5 separate regions of the Mus musculus genome follow, and all the other regions are linked to region 1. A link is a contact called in public Hi-C and HiChIP or PLAC-seq data. All regions are on one chromosome and are shown on one strand. Each heading gives the region's core, a stretch centred on a gene start, on an enhancer-like site or on the middle of the called end of the contact. The rest is flanking DNA. Distances are from core to core; before and after follow the strand shown.

The links. A called contact is a pair of places that touch in the nucleus more often than the background predicts. HiChIP or PLAC-seq counts read pairs in DNA pulled down with a chosen protein or histone mark.
Region 2: a contact with region 1 is called in an H3K27ac HiChIP or PLAC-seq map of microglia, with 3 times the contacts expected there. The contact joins two enhancer-like sites. A contact is called at or near these places in 18 of 39 promoter capture datasets (the 3T3-L1 cell line, the C10 cell line, the HPC-7 cell line and 10 more), 4 of 15 datasets of contacts at CTCF or cohesin (embryonic stem cells, large pre-B cells, pro-B cells and 1 more), 62 of 484 Hi-C or Micro-C datasets (the 63-12 cell line, the AML12 cell line, B cells and 37 more), 17 of 115 datasets of contacts at active chromatin or transcription factors (astrocytes, differentiating embryonic stem cells, embryonic forebrain and 10 more) and 1 of 9 other capture datasets (embryonic stem cells).
Region 3: a contact with region 1 is called in an H3K27ac HiChIP or PLAC-seq map of microglia, with 6 times the contacts expected there. The contact joins two enhancer-like sites. A contact is called at or near these places in 15 of 39 promoter capture datasets (the 3T3-L1 cell line, 3T3-L1-derived adipocytes, the C10 cell line and 10 more), 1 of 15 datasets of contacts at CTCF or cohesin (pro-B cells), 8 of 484 Hi-C or Micro-C datasets (bone marrow-derived macrophages, cortical neurons, extraembryonic endoderm stem cells and 2 more), 12 of 115 datasets of contacts at active chromatin or transcription factors (double positive thymocytes, embryonic forebrain, embryonic hindbrain and 8 more) and 2 of 9 other capture datasets (embryonic stem cells and macrophages).
Region 4: a contact with region 1 is called in an H3K27ac HiChIP or PLAC-seq map of microglia, with 11 times the contacts expected there. The contact joins two enhancer-like sites. A contact is called at or near these places in 11 of 39 promoter capture datasets (the 3T3-L1 cell line, the C10 cell line, the HPC-7 cell line and 6 more), 2 of 15 datasets of contacts at CTCF or cohesin (large pre-B cells and pro-B cells), 5 of 484 Hi-C or Micro-C datasets (the CH12 cell line, bone marrow-derived macrophages, immediate neuronal precursor and 2 more), 7 of 115 datasets of contacts at active chromatin or transcription factors (embryonic hindbrain, embryonic limb bud, embryonic stem cells and 3 more) and 1 of 9 other capture datasets (macrophages).
Region 5: a Hi-C map of bone marrow-derived macrophages shows a contact between it and region 1, with 22 read pairs. The contact joins two enhancer-like sites. A contact is called at or near these places in 8 of 39 promoter capture datasets (the 3T3-L1 cell line, the C10 cell line, cranial neural crest and 3 more), 3 of 15 datasets of contacts at CTCF or cohesin (embryonic stem cells, large pre-B cells and pro-B cells), 18 of 484 Hi-C or Micro-C datasets (the C2C12 cell line, the C3H10T1/2 cell line, the N1E-115 cell line and 13 more), 15 of 115 datasets of contacts at active chromatin or transcription factors (astrocytes, cardiomyocytes, craniofacial prominence and 11 more) and 2 of 9 other capture datasets (embryonic stem cells and macrophages).

The regions. Positions count from the first base shown.
Region 1 is chr10:84,422,912-84,428,670 of GRCm38.p6, forward strand. All of the region lies in intron 1 of Nuak1 (NUAK family, SNF1-like kinase, 1), which reads right to left. Among named protein-coding and RNA genes, the nearest start is that of Nuak1, 15 kb to the right of the region's middle. Within about 2 kb of position 1,715, at least 32 of the 459 cell types and tissues checked have an H3K27ac peak or open chromatin away from gene starts, as enhancers often do. A contact at or near this core is called in the 63-12 cell line, B cells, the HPC-7 cell line and 4 more, where this site is marked.
Region 2 is chr10:84,161,136-84,166,963 of GRCm38.p6, forward strand. No RefSeq gene overlaps it. Among named protein-coding and RNA genes, the nearest start is that of Gm40727, 54 kb to the left of the region's middle. Within about 2 kb of position 2,761, at least 15 of the 459 cell types and tissues checked have an H3K27ac peak or open chromatin away from gene starts, as enhancers often do. A contact at or near this core is called in the 63-12 cell line, B cells, microglia and 2 more, where this site is marked.
Region 3 is chr10:83,944,302-83,950,117 of GRCm38.p6, forward strand. All of the region lies in intron 2 of Gm34043 (a long non-coding RNA gene), which reads right to left. Among named protein-coding and RNA genes, the nearest start is that of Gm33980, 14 kb to the left of the region's middle. Within about 2 kb of position 2,425, at least 68 of the 459 cell types and tissues checked have an H3K27ac peak or open chromatin away from gene starts, as enhancers often do. A contact at or near this core is called in the HPC-7 cell line, microglia and pro-B cells, where this site is marked.
Region 4 is chr10:84,118,301-84,124,007 of GRCm38.p6, forward strand. No RefSeq gene overlaps it. Among named protein-coding and RNA genes, the nearest start is that of Gm40727, 11 kb to the left of the region's middle. Within about 2 kb of position 2,066, at least 2 of the 459 cell types and tissues checked have an H3K27ac peak or open chromatin away from gene starts, as enhancers often do. A contact at or near this core is called in microglia, where this site is marked.
Region 5 is chr10:84,058,615-84,063,836 of GRCm38.p6, forward strand. The region is part of intron 2 of Gm34184 (predicted gene, 34184); the gene reads right to left. Among named protein-coding and RNA genes, the nearest start is that of Gm34113, 23 kb to the right of the region's middle. Within about 2 kb of position 2,222, at least 103 of the 459 cell types and tissues checked have an H3K27ac peak or open chromatin away from gene starts, as enhancers often do. A contact at or near this core is called in liver and pro-B cells, where this site is marked.

The DNA.
Region 1 (5,759 bases), core at 465-2,964:
TGGGATCAGAAACAGCATTTCTGACAGAATCAAGACATGGCGACTACAGGAATAGGGAGATGTCCGGTGAGTAAAGCATTTTCCACACAAGCGTGAAGAAGACCTGGGCTCAGAGCCCTAGAACCCACGTAAAAAGCTGGGCACAGTGGTTTTGAATTTATAAGCCCAGGACTGTAGAGGTGGAGACAGGGGGATCCTGGGGCTTGCTGATCAGGCAGCCTAGCCTAGTCTGTGAGTTCTGGGTTCATCAAGAGACACTGTCTCCAAAAGTAAGGAGGAAGAGGAGGAAGAAGAGGAGGAAGAGGAGGGGGGGGGAGTTGGAAGGACAACTTGGAGGTTGAGAGCATATATTGCTTTTGCAGAGGACTGGAATTCTGATCCAGGTACCCATGGCAGGCAGCTCACACACACCTGTAACTCCAGCTCCAGGGGCTGAATGCCTCTGGCCTTCTTGGGTACCTGCACTTGTGTGCACATGCTTATATGCACACAAGAAAGCATTTGACACCAACTTTTGCCTGCACACACACACACACACACACACACACACACACACTCATGTGCGCGTGCATACACGCACATACAAAATACACGGGCAATGCATGTACTACATATGAGTGCACATACAGAGTAAAGCCTACACGTAAAACCTGAGTCGTGTCAACTAACTTCCCTTTTAATCTTTAATTTCTCTGTCCCATGAACGTTCAAGATTTGAGCAGACAATTTCTTTTGATACAAGAAAAGGAGTACAAGTTGATGGAGGGGCCAGATAAACTGTGAATAACAGACAGAAAGATTCCAGAAGGCTACCAAGGACCATTCAGAAGTGAGCTGAAGGCACCAAGGAAAGGGCTCTGGCTCGTTTCCCTGACCAGGCTTCCTCAGTGAATGCCTACAGTTTTGAAGAGACTTAGTTCATCTACAAGTGGGTTCCATCCTCCAGGGAAAACACACATGAACATGCGTGCATCCAGAACTCTCAATTATAGCTCCTTACTATTTCCACATTAAACATCCAGTTTTCTAGTTCCTACATCTCCTTGCCTGCAGCTCGAGGAAAGATGAATGCGCAGGAGCTGTAAGGTTTCTCTGCATTCACTTCTGCTTGGTTAGCATCCAGCCAGGTCAACAGCCTCTGACACTGCAGTCTTCATGCCACGAAACGCAGCCTCCTCTAAGGCCAGGAAATGGTTGTATGATCATCACTTCCCCCTCATAAGGCTAAAAGGCTGGTTTTAGACTTATGTCTACCCCACTGCTGCTAAGAACAAGCAAAGGGCAATGAACTAAGCATCAAACACACACACACACACACACACACACACACACACACACACACTACCACATCCATACAGCCCTGTATACGTTCCAAGCATGCTTATGGTTATTCTTATCAATGTTGCTAACAAACAGATCTACGCAGACATAGGTCTAAGAACATTACCCCAGGCTTCAAACACTAAAACCTCAGAGGAAGATCTCAGAGGGCAAAGTGAGAAGGGGCTGAGAGAAAGGAAGCAGCTGCCACCTCCTTTGAGAGGCCGTTTCAGGACACCCCACTCAAAGAAGTCCCTCCAGACATGCTTCTGTAGCCCCCAGGGAATCGATACTCGCCGGATGGAATTATTTCCCTGAAATAAACAGACAGGCAAAGGTCACTACTTCTGGGGCCTAGAAAGAAAACAAGCCAGCTGCCGAGTTACGGGGCAGCCCATGATGCAACAGGGCAAAGGGTTTGAACCCCTAGGCCCTGTGGAATGGCTTGGACAACTAGATCCCTATGGGGGAAACATGCCGGTAGCATATGGGAGGTTAATCCTTCTAGGAGCAAGACCAGTGTGACCAGACCTAGATGGGCACATCTTCAGGAGTGCAGGCCCCTGAGCTTCGGTGACGCCCACACTACAACTGGTATTTTCCACTCTAGGGACATGGGGGAGCTGTGCACAATGACCTGGGGTCACACCTGCTCAGTCTTTATAAAAGTTATATACCTTGTAAACTAATCAGGGCTGGCACACAGTAGGCCTATAGGAATGTCCTCCGAATGAGTTGTGTTCCTTAGGTACAGAGACAGACCTGTGGGGATGGACAGCTATCCAGAGGCAGCCACTGTAGATCATAATGTCCACATGTGTTATTTCTCTAAACAAGCCCTTCCTAAATATACCTGAACTTGCCTCTAAGCGACTGGAGGAAAGCACGCATCTGGCATTCCAGAGAGTCTGCGTAAATACAGAGGCCGTGAGTGGCAGTACCCCAGAGCTTTGGGATACAGATCCACTCACAAGCAGTCTAAGTGAACAACGGCCTCCCTTTTCCCTGCCTCAGCTCACCCATTTGTCAAACAGGAGCCACGATGCTGTGCAGCACTTAAGGCACCTAAGAGGATGAAATCAGATTGGCTATTTAACGTATTTGGAACATCACGGGCATGCAATCGTGCTTATGTAGTTGTTCTCATTGTCACATTGTGTTAAGATAACGTGGAAAGCGAGGGCAGCTCTTATCCCAAGACAAGAACCAAGCATCACAGCTCACCCTGCATGTTAGAAAACACAGACAGAATAAACCTTGTGCTGGGTCCCTGGGACAGTACTGCACTGTCAAGAAGAGCCAACTGTAGTCTGCTCCCTTCCCCTTCAATCACTTGAGTATACTAGTCAACATGCAAACGCTACTAAGTGTCCCAGAGGTTAACCCAATCCGGCTAACCAGACTCTTGGTGGCAGGGGTAGGGGTGGGGCAGGGGTGTCACAGACAGTCTGTGGACACTCACAGCTGCATCCTGTCGACTGGCTCGTCCCTCCAGATTTAAAATCGCTATCTGAAATAAGCACCATCCCAGAGGCTTACACAGTGCCTGACACACAGGACAAAGTCAAAAATATCAGGTAATTCCAGACAAGGGTAACCCTAGATGTATCTATTGAGTTTTTTTTCAGAAGGTGTGATGCACACACCAAACAATGCTGATACAGGCATTTTCCTGTCCATCTAAAAGCTCATCGAGTATATGCTATTTCCCAGGTCCCCATCTAGACATGATTGGGGCGTGGGTACATCAAAACAGTGGAAGAGATACTTAACAGGCAGTACCGGAAGCTGTGTGGGGTGGCACAGCCTGTCCCTACCTCATTACCAAGCATTAGGCTCTGCCAAACAGAACTACCTGGACTGGTAGATGACTCCAGCCATACAGGGACTACTGGCCACTCAAACTGTGGCTTGTGCAACCAAGAAACTGAATCTATCCCTTGATATCATGGCAATTAATCTTAATAATAGATTAACTAATTAATCTATTATTATCTTCATAATAGCCACAGGTGTCCCTCTTTGACAGTGCTGGTCTGAGGCAGATGAGAAAGAAAGACTAGGAGGGAAAAAAAAGACACGGGCCTCACCGTGAACGAAGATGGTGCACCATGTGCTATCTCGCCCACTTACGGGATGCCCTGATGTTCCCGGGCAGAGCCAGGTGCGAGGCATTGTGCTCTGGCTGGAGTTTTTATAGCCCATGATGACTTGGGAATGGTACTCAGCCCAGCCAAGCCCCAGGGACTGAAGCTGAGAACACCCCACTGTCAGCCAAAGATGACTGAATGAGATCTTTCTCCCGTGTCACGGCCACTGATGGCCATTGTGTCCTTGGGGAGCACATCCCACCGGGCCAGGACACTGGGCAGATTTTATGAGTTTTCTTCGTGTTAAGCCTAAGCACAAATACAAGCCTCTTAAATTCCTCCAGAAAATTGGTGGCCGATGCAAACATTTCATCAAATTAGAACTCACTGTGTGGCTGGGAGGAATGTCAGGCTGCTGCCACCAGAGAAATGCTAAATATTTATTATAATTTTTTTTTCCTTCGTGAGCTGTTTTAAGAAGCAAATGCTTCTTCTAGTTGAAGCAAGGGGGCAGGAAGGAGGGTTTGTTTTGTTTCATTTTGGTTTTGGGGGGTTGTTTTGTTTTTTTGTTTTTGCTTTTTTTGGGTTTTTGTTTGTTTGTTTGTTTGTTTTGCTTTGTTTGTGGTTTGCAAACGACATCACCAGATAAAGCCATAAAAAGTCCAGCCTGACCCTCTCCTTCTTCTGCTAGCTGCGGCAACAAAGCCCAGCTTCTCTGCTGCACCTCCAGTTATAAAAACAGGGGTTTTCAAAATAAATAAAAGCAACTTTCAAAACCTTTCAAAAACAGTGTTTTTCTGGAAAACTGTGTTTTTCTTGCACAGCTCAGTGTTTCTCTTCTGAGGCTTCACATAGTCCCAGCACATTCATATCCTGGGATTTTCTTTTCCAGTGCTGGCAGGGATTGAACTCTGAGTTTTGTAGCTGCTAAGCGAGCGATCTACCACCGATCCACAGCCCCAGCCTTTTCTTGTACTTTTTATTTTTGCGACAGTCGCACTGAATTACCCAGGTAGGCCTTGAATTTATGATCCTCCTGCCTCCATCTCCCAAATAGCTTGATTACAGGCCAGCCCCATCAGGCCTGGCTTTGAGATTTCATTAGCAAAACAGATGCTGCAATAACTCACAAGCTCAGGTTGCCCATATTTCTCAGCCACGTGGGATGCGTTAGAAGAGAAGGCTGGTGAGAGGCCCTGGGCAGTGGACATCTTAGTGGGCATCTTAGTGGGCATCTTAGTGGGCATCTTAGTGGGCATCTTAGTGGGCATCTTAGCCTGGAGGAGGATAAGCAGGGGCTACTCTGCTCCTGCTGCACTGATGATGCAGACAGTAAGCTTTGTGGAAACAGGGACCTGTCTGTCTCAACATCACTGCACCACTGTAGCTGGGGGCAGTGTCTGGCACCACAGGTCTTTCGCAGATGCAGCCAGGAACCCCCTAACTCATGATGGCCTCACCTGGGAATTGCAGCTCTGATTTGGGGACAGTCATTCATTGGCCACTTCCTCTGAGCCTCTACATCCCTGCAAGATATCTTGACCATGATAATCGCACAGGTTCAAGGACAAGAAATCGAGATCAAAATAAGTCACGGACTGGGGATGCTGCTCAGTAGTAGAGAACCAACCTAGCCTGCACATGGCTCTGGGTCCCAAATCCAGCAACCTTCCCCTACCACACACATGCTCAAAAAAGAGAGAGGGAGGGAGGAAATGAAAAAATTAAAATCGGGAAAGGACAGGAGGGTAAGGCAGTTTGTGTGTGGGGAACAGGCTTGTCACTCAATAAGGTTTCTGGCCACTAGGATCCTCCCTCTGCCCTTGGACCAGCCTACAAACCCAAGAAAGTGGCTATCACCCAGTGAGATTTCCACTTAGCCCCTCTCCTCTCCAGAATACCAGCCACCAGTTTGCCTGCCCAGCTCTGAGCGTTCCACTTGATTGTCCTGAAACGTGCTCCCTGTTACTAAGATGTAAAGTGGGGCTCTGCCCACCCAGAACAAATGCTTCACCTAGGGCGAAGGCATTTTTGTGCTGGGCTCAGAACGCCCCAGACAAACCAAAGTCTGTTAGCCTCTTCTGCCCACCGCTCTGCTAGGTGAAGACAGTTTATTTACTTCCGAGTCTGTTGGGAAGTACAGGAGGGAGCTGCGCTGCTTAGAGGTCCTCTGCAACATTCCTGTTTGCTAGCACCTCTATCCACTAACACTGAGCTCCGAGGAAGCCAAAGAGGCACAGTGGGTATCTCGCAGGCAGTGATGAGATTCTGAGAAGTTGAATTAAGGGGTGGGGGCAGAGAATCAGCCCTCTTAAATGCACTCGCAAGGAGGGATTGGGATGGAGTGTA
Region 2 (5,828 bases), core at 1,511-4,010, 260 kb before region 1:
TGAAGACTGAAGTGTGAACACTATGCCCCTCCTTAGAAGTGGGAACAAAACACCCTTGGAAGGAGTTACAGAGACAAAGTTTGGAGCTGAGATAAAAGGATGGACCATGTAGACACTAGCATATCCGGGGATCCATCCCATAATCAGCTTCCAAATGCTGACACCATTGCATACACTAGCAAGATTATGCTGAAAGGACCCTGATATAGCTGTCTCTTGTCAGAGTATGCCTGGGCCTAGCAAACATAGAAGTGGATGCTCACAGTCGGCTCTTGGATGGATCACATGGCCCCCAATGAAGGAGCTAGAGAAAGTACCAAAGAAGCTAAAGGGATCTGCAACCCTATAGGTGGAACAACATTATGAACTAACCAGTACCCCGGAGCTCTTGACTCTAGCTGCATATGCATCAAAAGATGGCCTAGTCGGCCATCACTCGAAAGAGAGGCTCATTGGACACGCAAACTTTATATGCCCCAGTACAGGGGAACGCCAGGGCCATAAAAGGGGAGTGGGTGGGTAGGGGAGAGGGGGTGGGTGGCTATGGGGGACTTTTGGTATAGCATTGCAAATGTAAATGAGCGAAATACCTAATAAAAAATGGAAAAAAAAAAAAAAGAAAGTAGCTAGGGGTAATAGCAAGCTCAGGGTTCTTTTTTCTTAAGAGAGGTTCCTGCTGCCGGTCAACATCAAAGTTGCTTTGTCAACAGATGTGTAGCTGCCAGGGCCTCTTATAGCAGAGCATTGTAAACAGATGGACTGGCTCACCTTGGGCCTCCTGGAGCAGAATACCATGGAGGAGTAGAGTCAAGACTGCAAGAACTTTGCTGTCTGGTCCAGGTAGAAGTCCCTTGTCCTACAAGGCCCAACATCAAACATGGTGTTCAAGGAGAATGGCTTTCCCTTGGTTGATAAGGAGGAAGGGCTCAAAGCGTTCTTCTGCTCCATTAGCAACCCAGGGCCTCTTCAGAAAGTAAAGTTTCCCGTCTGTTAATATTTACTCTGTCTGCTGCCCTCCACAGAAGAAGGGGAAATTTCTCCCCTGTCAAGCTAATGTTTGCACACAGGGTCTACCAGCTCCCTCGGGGTGATGGGAAATCCATTCCAGTTAACCTGTGCCCTTAATGAGGTGGCGGCTTTCTCCCCACATCCCATCCATCAGGAATAACAGTGGCAAGAACCCATGCTTGAAATGATTCTCCTGGAAACTCCGGGAAAAGAAGAACAGATGCTCAAAGGATATAACCTAACCTCAGAGAGTGACATGTCTTTGACTTTAGGGGTGACATACTGGGGACAGTACCAGGAACCCAATTAGAGGAGAGCTGGCAAGTATGAAGCCATTTGTAGGGATCTAGCACTCTTCAGACCACAGGACACTTACTGGCCCATTATATTTGGTTCACAGTTAATTGCTAGCACACCCAGGGCGATTAGTTAAATTACAACAAATTCTTCAGTTTAATTAAAAGAAATTGAGGTTCAATGTGCTAGGCTGAGGCATGGACCAGAGGGCCTGCATTCCTGAGAGGTGGCTGGTGCTGCCCCAAGGAGATCTGTGTTTGCAACCAAGGAATCTGTCTACCCTAATGGGGCTTCTATTGTCTTTGCACAGCTACCTAGAACAGAGACACTGAAAACCATTTGCTGGGCCAAGAGAAAAAACGAGTCTGCTTACTAGCTGTGCTGGTCACAGAGCTCTGGGGCTATGGCCCAGTCTGAGAAGGAAAAAGGAAGTCAAGTCTCATGTGAATTCAGGCCCTACAGCCACTCCTAAGCATCTGTCCGGGCCTCCTGTAGACCAGCATAGCCTTCTTTTGATTGAGTTCCTCTGTAAGGGGAGTCCACTCCCCAGAGGACACAGGGATGAGACATCCAGTTTGTTGCTGATGTTTTAACAAATGGCTACAAATTTATGGACTTTACTTATTTTTATTTAGGGGTGTGTGTGTGTGTGTGTGTGTGTGTGTGTGTGTGTGTGTGTGTGTGTTATGCTTTGAGATAGGGTTGCTCAGTAAACCTGGAGTTTATCACTTTGCTAGATTGACTGGCCAGTGAATCTAGAGCTACCTTCTTCCCTATTCTTGCTCAATGCTGGGATTACAAGCAAAAATGGTCATATCTGACTTTTTTTTCAGATTATTTGTGTGTGTGTGTGTGTGTGTGTGTGTGTGTGTGTTATGCTTTGAGATAGGGTTGCTCAGTAAACCTGGAGTTTATCACTTTGCTAGATTGACTGGCCAGTGAATCTAGAGCTACCTTCTTCCCTATTCTTGCTCAATGCTGGGATTACAAGCAAAAATGGTCATATCTGACTTTTTTTTCAGATTATTTGTGTGTGTGTGTGTGTGTGTGTGTGTGTGTGTGTGTGTGAATGTACAGTATGTGTGTGGGAAGGGCTCTCATATCTCTTGAAGCTAAAGCTACAAGTGTCTGTGAGCAGCCTGATGTAGGTGCTGGGAAGCTCATCTCCTGGAAGAGTAGAAAATATTCTCAGCCCCTGTGCTGTCTATCCAGTTCCTGGCCTAATTTTTCACCCTGAAGATACCAGGGATTCATAATCATGCTTTATGCTTGTACAATAAGGACTTTATCCACTGAGCCATCCCCACTTACAGGTTTTAAAGACACAAATTAATCTAACCTGCTCTGATGGTCAGAAATTCAAATGAGTTTTCCAGGGTTCAGTCTTTTCATGCAGCTCTGAGGGTCAGGACCTAGAGGCAGCTCAGAGATGACTCCACTTTAGGTTTTCACATCCGGTCCCTGCCAAGGTCTCCATGCTCTTTCACGTGACTGCTATCTGGAGACCTCAGTTCCTCAAAGGGCTGCCCATGGGACATGCAGCTGGCCTTTTAGAAGGAGGAAGGAAAAGGGGATGAAGGAAAGAGGGTAGCATAGCAAAACGGCCCAGACTGGCCAACACTTTACTTTCTCAGTTCTGGAAGCTAGAGACCAAGACGGCAGCCCTCAGAAACTGTCCTTTGACAACACAGAGATGAGTGAGGCTCTGGACTTGCTGGCAACATGTCTGCCTCCTTACTGTGTCGGGCATAAATGTCCAGGTTTCCTCTTCTCATAAGGATACCAGGCACAAAGGCTTGGAAACCACCTTGATGGCTTGACTTTACCCCCTGTAAATACCTTATTTCCAGATACATTTCTTGAGGTAGCTGGGGTGTGGATTTTGAGGGGACACAATTTAGGCCACAAAGAAAACCCCAAGAAGGAAAAAGTCTTTTTTTTTTATCACACAGTCTTTGGAGGTGACACACTATCCCTGCAGAACTCCCTTCTCTACAAGTGAGTCCCCAAGTCCAGCCCCTAAGTAAAAGGAGACAGTGAATGTCTGTCCATCATGGGATGCAGTGAAACAGGGCCGTTCTCTCTATCAGGAGGTTCAAGGAGACAGCGGAGTTCTGTCCATCAAGGAGTAAGCATCTAGGAACAGTGGGCATTTAGAAAACAGCTTACCAAAGAGGGAGCACACTTAGCAGAAAATGCACTGCTGAGCTGGCCATGGCTAAATGTGGCTGTTGGACACGGGGTGGGGGGGATCATTCTCTGAGGGATAGACTGCATCTCAGGACTTGCCATGGTCAGAGGGAAGGGAGAGAGTTTGCTCACCAGCTCCTCTCTTCAGGCACTCAGCAGGAAGTGACATGAACTTCCCTGGGGTCTGAGTGACACCAGCAAAGCTCCAGTGGAGTCCATTGGGGATAACAGAGAAGACCAGGCAAGAGTGGCCCATGAGTGGGCAAGGGACCAGGCTCCGTGGCCCCTGCTTAGGGAGGACGGAGGAAGCGGCTCCTGAAGCGTTACAAACAAACAAGCTGAGCATCCAAGGTGCAGATTCGTCCAACAACTGGCCTCTGTCACAACCTTACTGTGCTAACTGCCTAGCGAACTGCCACATCACATCCATGCGGCGAGGGTGTGGACCCCGCAGTTTCTCAGTGCCATCCTCTCCAGCCAGCACGGCTCACTCTGGCGACTAGACTATCGGACTTACCGGGACCTGAGAACATGGGGAGGGAGGGTCGGACAAGGAAGGGGAGGAAAAGGAAAGGCGAGTTCTGGCTGTCCCTGTGTGAGATAACTGTACTCCCGTTGGCAGGACTTGGCTAAGTGAGGCTTCTGTTGGCTCAAAGCTAAATGGGTTTTGGTAAAGTCTGTTTGATCCACCAGAAGAAAATGGAAGGGTGAATCCCATACTGTTCTCTGACACACACTCCTTTTCCCTCCTACCTCCCCACCTCCTTCTTTTTCTACTTCTTCCTCCTCCTCCCCCCTCTTCCCCTCTTCCCTCCTCCCCTCCTTTCTCCTGTCCTTTTTCCTCCTGCCTCCCCTACTCCTCCCTCCTCTACTCCTCCCCCTCTCTTCTTCCCTCCTGCCCTCCCCTCCTCCTCCCTCCTGCTCTTTTCTCCTCTCTTCCTCTCTCCCTCCATCCTGCCTTCCCTCCCCCTTTTCTCCTTTCCTCTTTCTTTTTTCTTCCTCCCTCTTCTCCCTCCTCCCTCCTACTCTCCCCTCCTCCTTTTTCTTCTTCCTCTTCCCCCCCCCTTCCTCTCTTTGCTTCTCACCTTGTGTGTCTTGATTGGCTGGATCAACTACAGATGTTCTCACTCATGATTTTAGAGACCTTTATTTCCCCCTTTGAAGGGGCGCTTTTATTTTCATGGATCACCCTCCCGAAAGCAAGGCAATCCAAAGAAAACGTCTCTAAAGTTACAGGGCTTAAATGGGAAAATCTCTAGGCAACAAATATAATTTAAGGTCATTAAGTAATTTTATAAGTGCTAATATATCAAATGGTTCTGCAAGCGTTCCCATCTGCACTAACCTCTGTTTCCTGTCAGGCACAACAATTCTAACTTCATAAACATGCTATGACCGAAGAGATAATTAATTTGCTGTTAAAGGGATCTAGCTCAATTGTTGCCTTTAAAATAGCTGCATTAGCTAAGATTATCTACAGTATCTCTTTATTTATTAACTGTTTGAAAGGTCCTGGAATTGTTTTGTATCTAACAATAACAAATTTTGTTACCCCCATTAATTATCTCAGCATTCTGCAATGACGGTTGTTCAACCTGCTCTATCTAGCAGGCTGGTAGACTTTCCGTATTCACCACACGGAAGAATCCCCAGGCTGAGCCGCATCTAACGTGCTATCTCCTAATTGCAAGTGCACATTCAGGAATGGATGATAAATGTGAGCAGCATGCTTTGGTAGACCTGCCAGGCCCCTGATTGATTGTATCACCTGCGGGGCTGGAGAAACACAGACCCCACACACACACAGTTGCCAGAGCCTATGCTGAAGCAGTCACTGGAACACATCAGCCCTTCCAATGGCCTGCTCTGAAAGCACTAGCAAACATCATGTAGGTGCGGGATGCAGTTGTCCAGGGGAAATGGCACTTAAAGGTCCTATTGCAATTTTCTCCTTGACCATCTATGATAACTACAAAGTGTGAGTCCAGTGAAGGCCAAGCTTGTGGTAACGACCCGAGCACAGGAACTCTCTGGCACATAGTTGGTGAAACAAAACTTACTTGTCCACCAGGGGTCTCCAAGGGGCTGTCAGAACTCTCAGTACAGTACCAGCTTGGCACCATCTCCCCTCCCCAGATTGTCAGCTCTGATGTGTGCTTCAGTGCCCGGGCCCTGCCCTTGTCTTTGAAGGGAAGCAAGGACTAATCACAGCATGTCCTTATCTGTGGTGTTTGACCCCCAGGGCTCATCTTCTGGCTGTCCTGCTGGAGGCCCCAGTATGGGAACTAACCCTTCACCAATCTCCAAGGAGGAATGGCCACAAACAGATGGCA
Region 3 (5,816 bases), core at 1,175-3,674, 480 kb before region 1:
CCTCTTCCTCCTTCTTCATCTGTCTGACTTTGACTTCCTTTGGGCATTAGACTTAGAGATATTTTACAGGCATTCTCTTTCTAGTAGTAATGGACAAATTGCCACTAGGGGTCCCTTATACACATCATTCCAGCATGGCCTATAGACAAGAGCAGACGAAAACAGTTTCTATTTTTCAGTGCACACTTAAAATATGTATTTTATATATTATTTATTTATTTTTAATATTTTTTTTTAGAAAAAGGCTTGAATTGGGTCTTTTTTCTGTCCCTTACCAACCACTATGTTGAAGGGTGGAGCCTTGTAGCTCATTCTGGACTATTGTCCCAGTTCTGTGCTGGTGAGAGGTGGTAGGGGGGACTACAAGGGGCTTAATGAATTGGATCATGGTGGTTTTAAGTCTACCAGAACCATGTTAAGTGGACGTAGTCATTTCCCAATGTAAAGGCTTCAAGGAAAACTAAAATAGGTACCTGTGTCAATTGTATTTATGCATCCCTGAATTCCAGATTTGGACAAAAATCATGTAAATAAACTCCTTGGTTCTCTCAAATTGAAAAAGAAGGAAACAGACCCAAAAGCTGTAGAAATTTTCAGTGCATAGATAGAACCCGGCCAGGAGGTTCTTGACTCCAGAAACAAACATTCGTCCAGTAGAGGAGTTGGATGAAGAAGTGGTGACAACACAGCATGGTGGGTGTCACCGAGCGAATCAGTAACTGGGGCTTCTGCCACAGATAGGGAGACGGTCGGTGAGGGAATATCAAAGTTAAGCTCTAGCATCTACGTATATCGAGTAAGATAGTGCAAGACTCGGTAACAAGAAAGCTCCCACAATTCCAAGCTCCCACAATTCCAAGCTCCCACACCTTTGTGATTTCTTTCTCTTTACATCTTATTCTCACAATTGTCAATGTGTTTGGTCTGTGGGTGGTCTTCCAGTGATTCAGGGACCCCGACTCCACAAGGACATGGTGTCCTTCAGTTAATAATGAGGATACAAGAAGGAGAAAACACTGACTACTTGACTGCTCTGGCCACTCCCACTCATATTTCCGGATGGGTTTTAGTCCCAGGGCTACGGGACTTGGCGCCAGGTCCAGGCTTGGGAGATCAGGAACTCCATTCTGAACTTGTGAGCGGTTCTGAGGCCTTTCTAAAGCCACCATGCCATCGGAGGCTCTGTACCTACTCTGCCCATAGCCTCTTCTCCATCTGGGTACACATTCTTTTCTTCTACACTCCCAAGCACTGAAAAGTCCGTGTGCTTCTCAGTCCACAGCCCAGCCCCACCCTGCTCTGGCTCTTAGTTAACGGTCAGATTCTTCACTGTGCTTTTCTTCCATCAACAGTTTTGCGCTATCAGCGCCAGCTGCCATTGGGGAGTCCATCACATTCAAATCTAAAGAAGTCACACCTGCTGCGCCCAAGCTGTTTATCTCAGTAACCCACCCACAGTTCGAAGTACAAACGGGGGACTATTTATTTTCCCTCCTGACATCCATAAGGCTGTTAAAAGTCTGAGCGTGCTGGTAGTTTACATGAAGCCAACTCTAATTACATACTAAAGCGCCATAAAAGGAAGACCAGGGCCTCATTAGCTAGGGACCCATTTTACATTTTTCTCCTCTGACCAAACTGTTTAAAAATGAGGGGTGCTATCTCACTCCAGCCAGTCATAAATTTCGGGGTTGTCAAAATGCCCTTGCTGAATTCCAGGGTTTCTCCTGCTTTTGAATGTTCCACGTGTCCGCCCTGGCTATAGAAAGGGGACATTATAGTCCCTTGACATTCCCCCATGTGGATGGAAATCTGTGCCTCACACACTCAGAACAAGCCTGGGATACCACTTGGGGCTCCTGACTTTTATGTCTTAAGATTCATCCAGAATACTTGTATTGCTCTTTGAAGATGGTTTCCTGGGCATTCATAGCATGGTCACTTGTGTCCTTTGATATTCAGTATCTCAGTATCCACCAATACAACATGAATGCCCATCACCTTTTAACTTCCCCCTGGCACCAGGACAGAGCACAAGGCTCCATCCCATGTCACACATTGTGCCTGAGGACTTCCAAGCTGCAAAGTGTCTCTTCTGATCCCACCTTCTGCTTCAGCGCCTCTTTCATTTGGCCAGCACCTCCTCACCTATTGACAGTTTTCTCATCTTTGCCAACACTGCCGTTGTTTAGGGCAGATCTACTGGTTGCACCAGGAAGGGAGCTAGTTTACAGTTGCAGAGTTTAGAAAGAATAATAATTGTACCCCAATGTCAAACTGTTTGCCACCAGGTCCTGTAGCAAGTCCCCTCCCCAAGTCCCCTTTGGCTTCTGGCCCATCTCTTCCCCTTAATGAGAACCCAACCAGATGAGGAACTGAAGGGTAAAGGAAGCCTTCGCCTCTGCCCTCTTCCTTCCTCATTTCTAATCAGGGTGTAGACTTCTCTGTCTCACATGCTGATGTTCCTGACTGTGCGAACGAGGCACGTCTGATACCCAATGTATGAACAGCACACACCAGTCACCGGGCTAGGCTTTTCGCCTAATAACTCACCCCGGCTTCACACTAATACCAGGGGGTAGATTTAGTTGTTATCTTTATCCAGAGACAAGGAAAGCTCCGGAGGAAAGATGGAAGTCAGTTCTCCTGGAAGTGATCCTGTCTGTGCTGATAAACAGCAGGCCATGGGACCACAGACACCAGGCTTCATCCTGCCTCCCAGATAATGGGGTGTGTAGAGGCATTAGTTACACTACAGCCAGCAAGTGCCAGTTCAGGCTGCATTTCTCTGACAGGGGCAATCCCAGCTTTCATTTGATCAGTGGAATAATTGCAGGCGGGCAGACTGAAAAGGCAAACCTGCTGGATTCAAGGCACCCAGACGGGCTTGTCTTCCCTGAGCCCTGACTGTTGTACCACTGCCTTGGTTTCTGAAGATTACTCTGTCTTTCTGCTTTTACAACCTCAGGATGTCACTAAACTGAGTTCCTGGTTCATGGAGTAAGATTCTGTGGACTTGGAGGGACAGAAGAGGAGCAGCAGATACTGTAGCTTCAGGATAGGCTACAGGCTCACTGTGAGACCCTGGGCAAGTGCTTTCAGCTCTCTGGTCTTCACTGGTCCGTAGGGCATTTGTTTATTTACCCCAGTGAAAGGGAGGGAGGTGAAGGAGAGGGAATCAGAGAGGAGTAGTAAGAAAGTCGTGACTCTGACTTGGAGAGCTTGTATCCTGGCACGTGGGGAAACTAGGGGCCAGTAGATCACTTGATTTATCCAAAGTGAATGAAAGAATGAGCAAACAAAAATGTGTGTGTGTGTGTCTGTATGTGTGTATGTCTATGTGTGTGTATATGTCTGTGTGTTTGTGTATGTGTGTACCTTTGATTAATGGATGTCAACTATAGTCTCTTACCTGTGAAATAGTGTCACAGGCCACAGCTCACATGTGGAAGTCACAGGACAACCTGTCGGAGTCTGCACTTGCCTTCCTGCACATGGGCTGCATGCGTCGGTAGCAAGTGCCTCTCCCCTCTGAGCCCTCTTGCGGCTCATCAGCTTCTGTGAAAGGAGGGAGACTAGACCCAGAACCCACTTCCAAGGTTCTGAATGAGGAGTCAGGAGAAAAGAGCTCCCAAGAAGCATTTGGCTACCAGTGCTCAGCCACGGATGAAGGGTAGCTGTGTTTATAGATGCCACTTCCACGTGCTAGGTGCTATCACGAATTCAGAGCACTTACCAGAAAAGAGAGGACACAGGTCCTGTCCCATTGCGTCTTTGTCCTCTGCAGAGAGATGTAGGTAGCATTGCATACACAGGCATGGAAGGATGCTCTGCTGTTATAAAGAACAAGGCCAGGCTTAGGAAATCATCTGCTCCTTTTACCTTCAAATAGCCAAGAGCCACAGGTTTCCTGCTAAGTGAGGTCCCTGGAACAAGGCCTTGTGGCCACCTCCTGAATGGAAGGCCTGGAATAATGTATAGATCAGAGTGTTATTACTTAGGAGTCAGTCACCTTGGTTTTTTGAGACAGAGTCTCTTACTGGCCAGGGATTAGCCAAGTAGGGTAAGCTGGTTGAAAGCTTCAGGGATCTGCCTGCCTCTGCTTCTCCATCTCTGGGATTATGTCTGCACACTGTGTCTGACATTTATGTGGGTGCAGAGATCTAGGTCAGGAACTCGTGGTTGTGTAGCAGCACTTGGCCAACCTAACCAGCCCTACAGCTGGCGTATTTCAGGTATCACCCAGTTTCATCCATGAGGAAGTGTGCGGACATCTCCTTTATTCTTAGGCATGCATGACATGCCAATGTTTTGGAGGCACCGTTTGTCTCCATGTCCACTGATGATCATTTGTGGTCCTACCTTGTGGCTACTCTTGCTGGTTCTGCCGTCTAAGAGTGTCCAGCTATCATCTTCATGTGCCCTGGGCCTTTCCTCTAGACTTGTATGTTTATTTATTATTCCCTTTGTCTAGTAAACGGAGCTACCTGAGACCTGGTGTGAGTGTGGGTGTCTGTCTGTTTGTCTCTATGCGTATGTGCACACCTCTCTGCTCTGTTAACTGTGACATACTGACTGCTTTCTGCAACATCCCTTACAGGGTGACAGCAGCCCAGATTTCTAAGCCTGTCTAAGTGTGGCTGTGAGCAGAGGACTTAACTGCTCTGTGTCTGTTTCCTCACCTGTAGAATGGGCTACTAGAAGGAATATATATGGTAAAGGTCTCAGATGAGTACCTAACCTTAGCTGCATGCTCAGGAAATATGCACCCCAACTGTCTCCTACTAGGTATCTGCATAGGTAGGGAGTTAATGCTGTGGACATGACACTGGAGGTGGCTCTATTTGTTTCCCCTCCCTTCTCTGTCCCATGCTCCTTCACGGTGCTCCTCTATGCAGTCATCTATGCATACATCAGATGTGTGGAGGGAGAGTTCCGGTGCTCAGTGGATTCGCTGTTACCCTCTCTGAAGCCAGGCCGGCTCACTGAATAGATGAATCCGCTGAAGGGTGGCTCCCTCCCGCACATCTTTGTGGCTCAGGGTATGCACAGAAATATCTATTCAGAAGGCCCGGAGGCTGGAGTCAAGCTCCTGAGATAAGATCACAGTCAGGTCACCCAGTGTTGAGAACAACTGCTCACAGGGAGAGCTGAGACAGACCCTGATGCATGGGCTGGACAGCTCAGAAGCTGAGCATCCCTTGACTGGGGAGAAGATTATGTGATGTTTTTAAAGGAGCATATCCGCCATTCACAGAAGGGCTAGACATGACAGACAGTTACAGAACACATGTTTAGCCTTTCTAGAATGTCAAAGGGCATATTAAAAGAATATTTTAGTTTCTTAAGTCTTTTTTCTGTGTGTTTGTGTGTTTGTGTGTGTGCATGTTTGAGAGAGAGAAAGTAAGGAAGCTCTGTATGTGCATGCATGTGTGTCTATGTGTGTGTCTGTGTGCATGTATGCTCTCAAGCATATGTATGCATGCATGGGTGGTGTCACGGTTGTGTAGAGCTAAGAGAACAACCTCAGGTGCCAGTCCTTGCTTACCATCTTGTTTGAGACAGGGTCTCTTGTTTGGGGCTGAGTATGCCAGGCTAACCAGAATTCAAGGTTCGAGGGATTCTCAGTATCTCGCTGGAGCACTGGGCTGGTACACGATGTGTTTAGCTTTGTGTAGACTTTGAGAATTTAACTGGACTCCTTATGCTTGCATGACAGACTCTGTACTGAGCCACTTCCCTAGCTCCTAAAAGGAACTGATTTATTTATTTATTTATTTATTTATTTATTTAGACAGGGTTTCTCTGTATAGCCT
Region 4 (5,707 bases), core at 816-3,315, 300 kb before region 1:
GTGGAACACACCTTCATGTTTTATTGGGAAAATATAGATGAGCTTCAAGGGTCAAGATGCGCCATCTCTCTGGAGATTGGTGGATATTCCATGTCTCCACTGTGAGTTTTACACTAATGTGAAAGATGGAGGAAGTGTTGGTCAGAGCAGGCCCAATATGACATGGAGTCTAGAGGGCTACCAGCTCTGACATTCAGTTGTACCAAGTTAATTTATCTGAACTCAGTTCAGTTAACAGTAGAGAAAATGATACCTATTCCAGATGTTACTAAGGGCACTAAATGGAATTCTGTAGAGAAAATATTAAGCACAAAGTGCATACAGTGGGTGTTTGATAACTATTCATTTTACTTCATCTGCTTTAATATGAATATTAAGTAGTTTTCTGAGAACCATGAGTTAGAAACTTGGTCCTCAGAGAATCCCTGTTGAGAGATGGTAGAACTTCAACTGGGAGGAACTTAATAGGAGATCTTTAGGTCATTGGAGCTATGCCTTTAAAATATATTATGGGATTGTGGCTTCTTCCTCTTCAATCCCTTTGCTTTCTGCAGATGAGACGAATGGATTTGCTTTAATACATGCTCCCATGATTATATGCAGTCTCATTATAGGCTTAAAACATGGAGCTAGTAGACCATGGACTGAAGCCTCTCAAAGTGTTAGCCAAATGAAACCCTTTCATTTACTATAAATGACTCAGGCATTTTGTTATCATGCTAGAGACTTGGCATCTTTCTTTAAATTGTTTGATAATTCTATCTTTCAGTTGTTTTATATACGAGAGTCTATGTTGCTAAGTTATAAATCTTATCAGGGAAGTCTATGTCTTTTATTAATTTAATTTATTCATTCACTCATTCATTCATCTACCCTTTCATCACATAGAACTTGTCCCAGCTGATATTGTGGAGTTGAGTACTTGGTAGACACAATGAATGGTAAATGCTTATTTACTTTGAAGGCAATCAGTACCTGAGGCTATGTCACAGTCCATTTGCATATCAGAAGAGTGATGCCTGGGAAAGGCCCCCAAGCTTATGACACCATGCAACTCTGGATCAGCTCACAGACAGTTCAAAGCATTCATTCCTGGGCAGGTTCTCCATTCCTCCCTTTGGTTATTGAATACACAGCCTTAACCTCTATCCTGACATCAACCTTCCTTGCCCCTTTCACACTTTTTGAAGAGTAAATAATTCACTCCATTTCATCTATAAATTGATAGGAGTTTTCAGTTGAGAACTAGTTTTCACCAATAACAGCATTTAATCCGTGTCCCCTTGTAAAGTATGTTAATAAAAACAGGAAAAAATCAGGGCACAGTGCATTTAGAATATTGCTCTCTCTGCCCTGTAGAGAACTCACAGTCAACACCTTGATCTTAGACACCTTTCTAGAATTTATTTAACATATGTAAAGGGGTGTGGTGGGTTATGCGCTGTCAGTTCGTGTTTTGTCATTTTAACGTCTACTTTAGATTTCATCAATTTTCTTTTGTGAATTCATCAACAGAAGAAAAAAAATGCATGAAACCAAAGCCAAGGATGGCTGTTTGTGGGACATGAATTCTTTCCTGAAGCTTGTGTTAGCAAGTGTTAATTATACATAGGAGCAGGAGGTATGTGTGCACTTTAAGCCCAGTCATTGCTCTTACACCCTAGCTCCTCCCCACTGGTTCTAATTCCTCTCATTCCCACTTGTAGCTCTTTCTTCCCTTTGGACAGCTCTGAGTTATGCAGAACTTTGCGGTGTCACCTCATGAGAAGTCAGTTAGGGAGATCTTTGCTGAGCAAGCACATCCACCCATGGGCCTTGGGCTGACACAGACTGCAGATGTCCAGGGCTGCAGTGGACATTGCACTATAAGAAAGGAGGAATCACGCCAAGGACATTGTGTTCCGTCTATAATCAAATCCCACTACATGGTGAATTCTTTAATTCAAAAGATCGAATAGGATGGTACTTTAAAAAGAACTACAGCTGGTTAAATTTAAGGACTGACAAAACTCCAGTCTAATAATACCTCCTGGCCCGGGGCCGGCTGCATCCTTCTGCAAAGGAACTGGCTGAGGTTTCAACCACTGTGGGCTTCATCTCAGCCTGACCAGCAATGAGATGCTTTCTTTGAGTTGGCCCTGACAATACCGAACCACCTAATGGAATGAGCAGTTCTGGTGGCATGCCATGGTTGTTTGAGCAGCCCGTACTTGCTGGTGAATTTCAGGCTTATTGTGTAAACCTTGCTATATCTGTGAGTGGTTTGGCCTCAGTCATGAACCCGGCTTTTCTTCCCCATGATTCCACCATATCCATTGGTCGGTCCCCCCCCCCCCCCTTTGGAAGATATTTGCAATGGAACATCCATCTGTCCTCTGGTTGTTTGTCACTTCTATCTCTAGATAGATCCAGGATACTTTGTGGTATTTTCCTTAATTTGAACATAGCTAAGTCCAGTACACCACCTTGTCTCATTCATAAAATAAGTCAACAAACACTCCAGAAAGACCCTTCATGGGCAGAGCCCCCATGTCAAGTATCTCGGGTGGAAGAGTACACAGGGAAATTCTAGGTTCCATGGATTAAAACACTGACCACACAAAGCACCTCCCATATTCCCCCTGTAGATCCTCTGCCCCTCCTGCGAGTATACTTTGATTGCCTCTGGACCCCACACGTAGAATTCTCAAGCTGCCAGCATCCTTGAGGTTTCAAAATTACTAAGAGGGCCAGTTGGAACTGATAAGGTGAGAAATATGGCCAAAGTCATACAGTAAGTAAGAGTCAAAGCCAGAGTGGAGTGCAGGTGAACCATTGGGAGTGTGTGTGTGTGTGTGTGTGTGTGTGTGTGTGTGTGTGTGTGCATGTGTGTGTGTGTACAATGAGATTTAATAGTCTGTGCTTTTATCACTGAACACCCTGCAGGGCTCATACTCAGCCTCAGAGGCCACATACCCAAGGCTTACACTAACAATACCTGGCTTCAAATCCAAGCTCTAGGACGCTTTGCCCTTAGGAAACTTGCAATAATATCTCACAAGTCTTGTGCCAGCTCTGCAGCAGCCTCTCTTTGCAGGCTGTTGTGACAGTTAAACCAAGGTATGGGATGTCGAGCCTCAGTATTTTAGGGCATATATGAAAAACATGTAACCAGTTCTACTATTTTGCTGCTGTCCTTGGTGATACTTTCAAACCATAAAAAAGATTAGTGTAGAGTTTCGAGGCAGGAAGGCACTGATCACATTCCCAATCACTGAAGTACCTAGAAGTAGGCTGGGATGGGATTATAAACACAGTTGAAATGAAAGCCTACAGTTCCTTGGTGCCCCTATGTCAAGCCCCTGTCTCTTGGTCTCTTCTCATTTTCCTGATACCTTGACAGGTTAAGAAGACAGAGGTCTGGGGAAGGGGAGGCCCAGCTGCAAACATATTTATCATGAGTGATTGGCCATTTTCTAATTTTGACTTCCTGAACCTTCTGTGATCTGAAGAACTCAACCAGCATCAGGAAAGCCTCCTTCTAATCCAGCAACCCCGAGGATTTTCTAACATCCTGAGGGGGAAGCTTTCATGGAGTTCACAAAAGCATGCAGTGGGCCTTCCTCGTCTAACCTCCTTCTTCTGTAGAGAGCAGCCACAGGGAGGAAAACTGACTCTGATTGCTGCTCTTCAGAATTTTCTCAGCAGCCATAAAAATGCACTCCAAGTGGCCACATATTTGATCAATTTGCTTTTATCCTTTAATCGAATAAGATTCAGCCTTGCAATCAGAAGGGAAAAACATCTTGCAGAGCATTTTGTTCGTTCGGTGATTCATCCAACAGCAGGCTCACACTTGACAGGATGGGAATAAGGTATTTAGTGCAGAAATAATTTTTATGACCACATCACAAGAGGCTGGAATGGCTTTTAAGGTACATCATATTTTAGTCACAAACACACATAAAGTGTGCTCAGAGGTCTTTGCAGAAGGCCTGAATGGAATGTAAAGATTATATACACTGTTATCAAGAAAGGGAAGCCTTGCTTTTGTTCTTTTCTGGGTATGACCTCTTCTGTTCTTGGTTAGTCTAGTAGACTGAGAAGAGTGTTTTTAGAAGGTAACAAAAAGGTCCATTCAAAATGAAGCCTTAGGACTGCAGATGCTCTAGAGCACCAAGACTGTAGCCACAGAACCATGTGCTGACACTCCAGAGCTGGAAGACAAGGGTCCATCAGAAGGGTCCAGACTCTTAGGAAGCTGAGATGTCTGCAGAACATAAGGACATCCCATGGATCAAACACATGGTCACTGCCTCCCCTTTGTCTGCTGCAGGCTCTGTGCCCTGAGCCCTCTGTGGAGGGAGAAGAACTGCAGCTCTGTTGTGCCATCCCCATTAGGGTTCATGTCATCTTCTTCCCTGCTGTCACATGCTCCAGAGATGTAAGAAGCAGAGAGAAGTAGGAAAGGGGAGGAGAAATGAGAAAGGGAAGAATCAGTTAAAGAGTCTTTAAAGAGGCAGGTGGTGTGGTGGGAGAACATGAGCTTTGGAGCTGGACATGGGGTAAAATCTTACTTCTGTCCTAGCTCCATGAGTGTGGTGTGGGCTCAGGTACCTAACCTACCAGAACTCCTGCTTCCCAGTTGTAAAACAAAAGGAGAATGAATATCTGATACCCTGGGTTATCATATAACCAAGGACAGGTAAAAGCTAAAGCTAGAATTGCCATAGGGTGCCCATCAGAGCACACACATTCATAACTGCCCATCAGAACACACACATTCATAACTACCCATTAGAACACACACATTCATAACTACCCATCAGAGCACACACATTCATAACTACCCATCAGAGCATGCACATTCAATAACTGCCCATCAGAGCACACACATTCAATAACTGCCTATCAGAGCACACACATTCATAACTGCCCATCAGAGCACACACATTCATAACTACCCATCAGAACACACACATTCATAACTGCCCATCAAAGCATGCACATTCAATAACTGTTCATCAGAGCACATACATTCATAGCTGCCCATCAGAGCACACACATTCATAACTGCCCATCAGAGCATGCACATTCAATAACTGCCCATCAGAGCACACACATTCATAACTGCCCATCAGAGCATGCACATTCAAAACTGTCCATCAGAGCACACACATTCAATAACTGTCCATTAGAGCACACACATTCATAACTGCCCATCAGAGCATGCACATTCAAAACTGTCCATCAGAGCACACACATTCATAACTGCCCATCAGAGCACACACATTCAAAACTGTCTATCAGAGCACACACATTCACAACCACTGTGTCTTCTTGCAGGGCCACCAAGCCTAGCACTCACAGAAGCCCATACATCTCAGCACGATTTCTCACCATCTCAAGCATGCTCCCTGTGATGTCACTCACAGCTGCTTCAGGCTCTCTAGTGAGTAGACAGATGTAGCTCGTCTTTCTCTGTCCTCTTCTATACTCTCAGGCTCTTTATGTCTCAAGTGGAAGTTTTACTAGTGACTACATAGAGAGTTTGGTCTTACTTGATAATCCACCTGGACAATCTATCTTTTAAATATTTTATATTTATTATTATCATATTATAAGTACAATATGAATAAATATGTTTAATATATAATATATTTGGGTATTTCTTACAAATGTTTGATGTATTTTGATCATATCCACTTCCTGCTCCCTTTAGCTTTCC
Region 5 (5,222 bases), core at 972-3,471, 360 kb before region 1:
TTGGCTGTGAGCATCTGCCTCTGTACCTGTCAGGCTCTGGCAGAGCCTCTCAGGAGACAGCCATATCAGGCTCCTGTCAGCATGAATTTCTTAGCATCCACAATCTGTCTGGGTTTGGTGACTATCTATGGGATGGATCCCCAAGTGGGTCAGTCTCTGGATAGCCCTTCCTTCAGTTTCTGCTTCACACTTTGTCTGCGTATTTCTTCCCTTGAGTATGTTGTTTCCCCTTCTAAGGAAGACTGAATCACCCACACTTTAGCCTTCCTTCTTAAGCTTCATGTGGTCTGTGAATTGTATTTTGGTTTCTGTGCTTTTGGGCTAATATCCACGTACCAGTGAGTGCATGCCATGTATGTTCTCTTGTGACTGGGTTACCTCACTCAGGAGTCTAGTTCCATACATTTGCCTAAGAATTTCATGAAGTCATTGTTTTTAATATCTGAATAGTACTCCATTGTGTAAATGTACCACATTTTCTGTATCCATTCCTCTACTGAGGGACATCTGGGTTCTTTCCAGCTTCTGGCTATTTTAAACAAGGCTGCTATGAACATAGTGGAGCATGTGTCCTTGTTATATGTTGGATCATCTTTTGGGTATATTCTAGGAGTGGTATAGCTGGGTTCTCAGGTAACACTGTGTCCAATTTTCTGAGGAACCACCAGACTGACTTCCAGAGTAGATGACCCAGCTTACAGTCCAACCAGCAATTTCTCACCTTCTTTTCTGGATTATTCTGAGTCTCTTGCCTTCCTCAGGCTATGCCTCCAGGTGTCTTAAACTCAGCCCTCAGCCCATTATAGCTAACGGGTGAACTACTACTTTAGCAGGGACAATCCTACAGAAACCGTGGTCACCTCCCTTGGGACCCTGCACCCCTTACCTAGATGCCCTTTTGTTGGCTGCTGTCATACCCTACTCTGCTGGGGATACTCTTGGTTAACATTTGCCTTTTACTATCAGGCATTCGATGACTTTTGGGACTTCATCTGCTGTCTCCTGTTTAAAGCTGTGGGACATTCAAACATTGTCAAAGACCTTGTGCATGCTCCTAGAGGTCAATGACAGGCTGAGTAAGTTCTAACTCTGTCTCTATTCCAACACAGGGGAGAGAAGGCACCAGATATCAAGGCTAAAAGGGCTTCATCCAGGGGAAGAGGTGACTGGGTTTGCTGAGCTTCTAATCAGTGCCCGTCTGTTAGAGGAAGACTAGAGCAAGTGCTGCCAGCCATGACTGCGGGGAACAGTGGGAAACAATTTTCAGTCACTTTCCCCCAAAGCTTCAGGACTATTTATTCTCAATTCTTTCTTCTCTGCCTTTAGTTTTGAACAAGTGTGGCTTGGGGGCACATATCCCTGAATCCATCACTTTGATGGTTTATTGCACATTAAGTAGCATAGAATTGAAGTCTGGGGCTAGGTCAGGCCCATTTTGGGTCCTCTTTTCTTCCTTTGTACCCTCACAGTGGGAGGGGGACCTGCCTAGCTGTGCTTGGCCAAGTTAAAATGAGGAGACCAGATGGTCAGAAAGAAAGGAATTTGGGTCCAGGTTCAGAAAAGGGAAAGCTCTGTGTGTGTGTGTGTGTGTGTGTGTGTGTGTGTTTATGTGTGTATGTGTATTTGTGTGTGTGTGTGTGTGCGTGTGCGCGTGTGCGTGTGCGTGTGCGTGTGTGTGTGTGTGTGTTGTAGGGTGAGGCAAGACTTCTGCATGGCTTTTGAGCAGAGATCAGACCATTCAGTCCTGAGGTGCATTTCTGAATGGCAGCAATCCCCTGCAGGGGTGTGCAGGGCGAGTGCATCCTTCTGTTTTAATCCCCCAGGACTTGGTGCCAAACCTCAAAATCATTTTTTTCTGTGCTGGGGTTTTAATTATATGTGGCTTTTAGTTTTGAGAACCAGAGCACACTGATTTATGTTAAACGACAAGGGGAAAAAAATCAGGGAGGTGAAGCAGTGGCTTTGGGCATTGGCTTTCAGCAGGAAATGTTAGGAAGAAAGAAAACAAGTTGTAAGGTCTGGGGAAGTAAGTTTCAATTGGAAGACAATTCTGGAGGAGACCCCCCACTCCCTCCACAAAAAGGCTGGGGCTACAGAATTTAGCCTGTTAGGCACGGAGTTGAAAGGAGCTGTCCCTGCCTCTTTGGCACTGTTGGAGAGTCAGCAGACAGGAAGGGGGCAGGAAGTCAGACAGCACTAGGTGGCAGGGATCCAGGCAGGAAGCAGGCTGGGTGTGAACAAGTGTCTTCATGGCAGGGACAGATGGGGACGGAGCCTTCAGAGCAAAGCTGACGAGAAATGAACAACTGGGACTCTTTTGTCTTCCTCTAAGCCTTGCCTCATGGCTGGGGCTGGTGGCGTTATCTCTATGCATGGCCTCTGTTCGTCGGACTCATGGTTTCAATGTGACCTCCCTGGCACAAGCACAAGACACTGCAGGGAGAAGCAGAGTGACAGCCAGCCAGGCTGGCTGGATGTTTTCAGATTTATTCTGACTCTCTCTAGCATGGCAGGGTCCCCCAGTCCCAATGGGGCACACATGTCACTGAGACAATACACATTGTCACATCAGCTGTCCTCAGCTGAGTTTGCTTACAGCTAGCTCTGTGCTGTAGGTGTGCAATGAGGTCTGCTTACCGCCACAAGCAGAAGAGGACGGGAGTCTGGGAGGCTGGATGACTGGTGGCTCAAATCCCTCAGCTAGTGATTTATAAAACTGACATTGCAGTGGGCAAAGCACTTTGGGACACACATGCAATGAATAGCGTTAAAATCCCCAGCTCTTACATAAACGTTGGGTGAGCATGGAAGCCTACCTATATCCCAATACTGGGGGGAGGTCAGGACAGAGAAATCTCAGGGACAAACTGCTAGATAGTCTAGCAGAATTGGTAGATAGGAGACCTTGCTTCAGTAAGTAGTGAGGAAAGATAGAGGGAGACAGTGATATTAATTTCTGAACTCCACACATATGCACTTATGCACATCCATACGCATGTGTCCACACACCCATGAACACATGTATATATCACACATACACAAGCAAAATGATGATGATGATGATGATGGCAACCACCAGCAACAAGACTGAGCCTGAAGCTTGTCTCTCTGTCCACATATTACCTTCGCAGCATGGTGTTTATGCAAGTTTGTTATCTTTCCTAAGTGAATGAGAACTTTGTTGATGCCCTTGGGGAGGGACTGGAGAACCATCGCTATAGGACCCTCCTTCTCCCTCGTATGTCTGAGCTAAAAAGGGGACAGGACAAATACATAGATTGTATCTCTATGTATATCCCCTCTAGTATGCTTACCTGAGTATTTAGACTCATGCGCACATCCTTGGAGTGTTGTTGGAGGCTTCTGGAAGCACATCTCTTTGGATTTTAAAAGACTTTAAAAACTGACTCATTGGCTTGGCTGTGGAAGCTATTCTGCATCAGAGAAACTACATACAGATTTGGGCCAAAGGATACATTTGGCTGGAGAGAAGGGATTTGGTATAAGATTTGAACAGTTGTTGTCAGCAGAGAAATTAAACAGCCTAGGGAAACCTCCTAACGATGATTTTTTTCTGCTTAGATAATATTACTTTTCAGGCGCCTTCTAGCTGGAATCTAGATCCAGAGAGCTGTCTGGAAAAATTTACCCCGACATCCTTTGGCTTCCTTAGCACCGTGCATGTTGGATTGTGAATAGCTGGGCTTTTGGAAGTTAGGAAAAGCCTCTGAATATGGATGACCCCATACAAATTAAGGATTCTGGGTAGTTAATCTTGGCATCAACTTGATAGAATTTAGAGTCGCCATGGAAACAAATCTCTGGGCCTAGGTATACTAGAGGTTTTCTAGATTAGGTTAATGCAAGTAAGGGGACTACCCTAAATGTGGGTGGTACCATACCGTGGGAGAAAGAAGCTGAATGCAAGCAGTCTTTGCTTTTTGACTGGACACAATGTGACCAAGCAGCCACCTCCTGTTCTTGTTGCTGTGTCTCCCTGACAGGATGGACTGTGTCCCAGGAACTGTAACCCAGAACAAACCCTTCTTTCCTACATTAAGACTCTTGTCAAACTCAGAAATCTGCCTGCCTCTGCCTCCCGAGTGCTGGGATTAAAGGCGTGCGCCACCGTGCCCAACTAGTCAAGTATTTTTGTTATAGCGATGAGACATATAACTAATACCGATGCTGAGGAAGCAGAGGAAAGACGCACAGGCCCCTGAGATGAGGTCCCCTTGGGACCTTGGGCTTCCTTATCTTTTGTTCTAGATGTAGACAAATGCTTTATGGAGACCTCGGGATCAGAAGAGAGCATCCTAATTTCTCTTTGGGAAGCCACCTTCTCCAGTGTCTACAGATTTGGCCTGAGCCATTGCTAGGTTCTCAGCCACTCCTTCATGTAGTTGGTCCTTATTGGACTACCCAGCACAAATCATGTGAGCTAATATAAGAGGTCTGCTCTGTGCTAAGTACTCATTCTATTTATTCTCTTCCCTTAGAGAAATCGCAGCTAATCTCAAGTATAGCAGCTTCTGTCTGCCCTCCAGCCCACCAAGTGGACAAAAACCCATTTCTTGAGCTGTGGTTTTCAAAAACACGCACATGTGACACCAGGAGGCAGGAACAATGGCAGAGACAGACTATAGGGTAGGGATCTATTTTCAGGCTGAGTGAAGGAGAAAAGTGAGTGTAGGGAGAAAAGCTGTATGTTCAAGACTTTTTCTAGCTAAACACAAAATTTCTATTGCCGTTTTTTTTTTATCCTTACGATAAAAGCAGGCTTAGAAACCTATATCCTTGATGTCATGTTCAGAGAACATTTACAACTTTAAAACATAGTATATATGTTCAGTCTGGGAAGGCTTGGAAACCTATCCAGGCTTTGCCTTTACAAGTTGGCTTCTGTACCTTTGGTGTGGAGTTCATGTCCTTTGACAATGGCAGAGCATGCTGCAAAACAGGCCAGCTAGTTTTCCAGTAGAGAAAGAAAAGGTAGCCAGCAGGGAAGGCGAATCACATAGCTTTGAGGTTGTATATCTGCCAACCAGACCTAACCAGAAATATAAGTGCCTTTGCCAAGGCTGGAAGCAAGAAGGGTCACAGGTCACTTGTGGCCATTCAGAAGGGACCAAGTTCATGGTCCACCTATGACTTTATTTTGGGTTTTTGGATGGCTGGTCATCGTCTCTGCTTTGCACGTGCTGGACATGATTGGTGTCCTT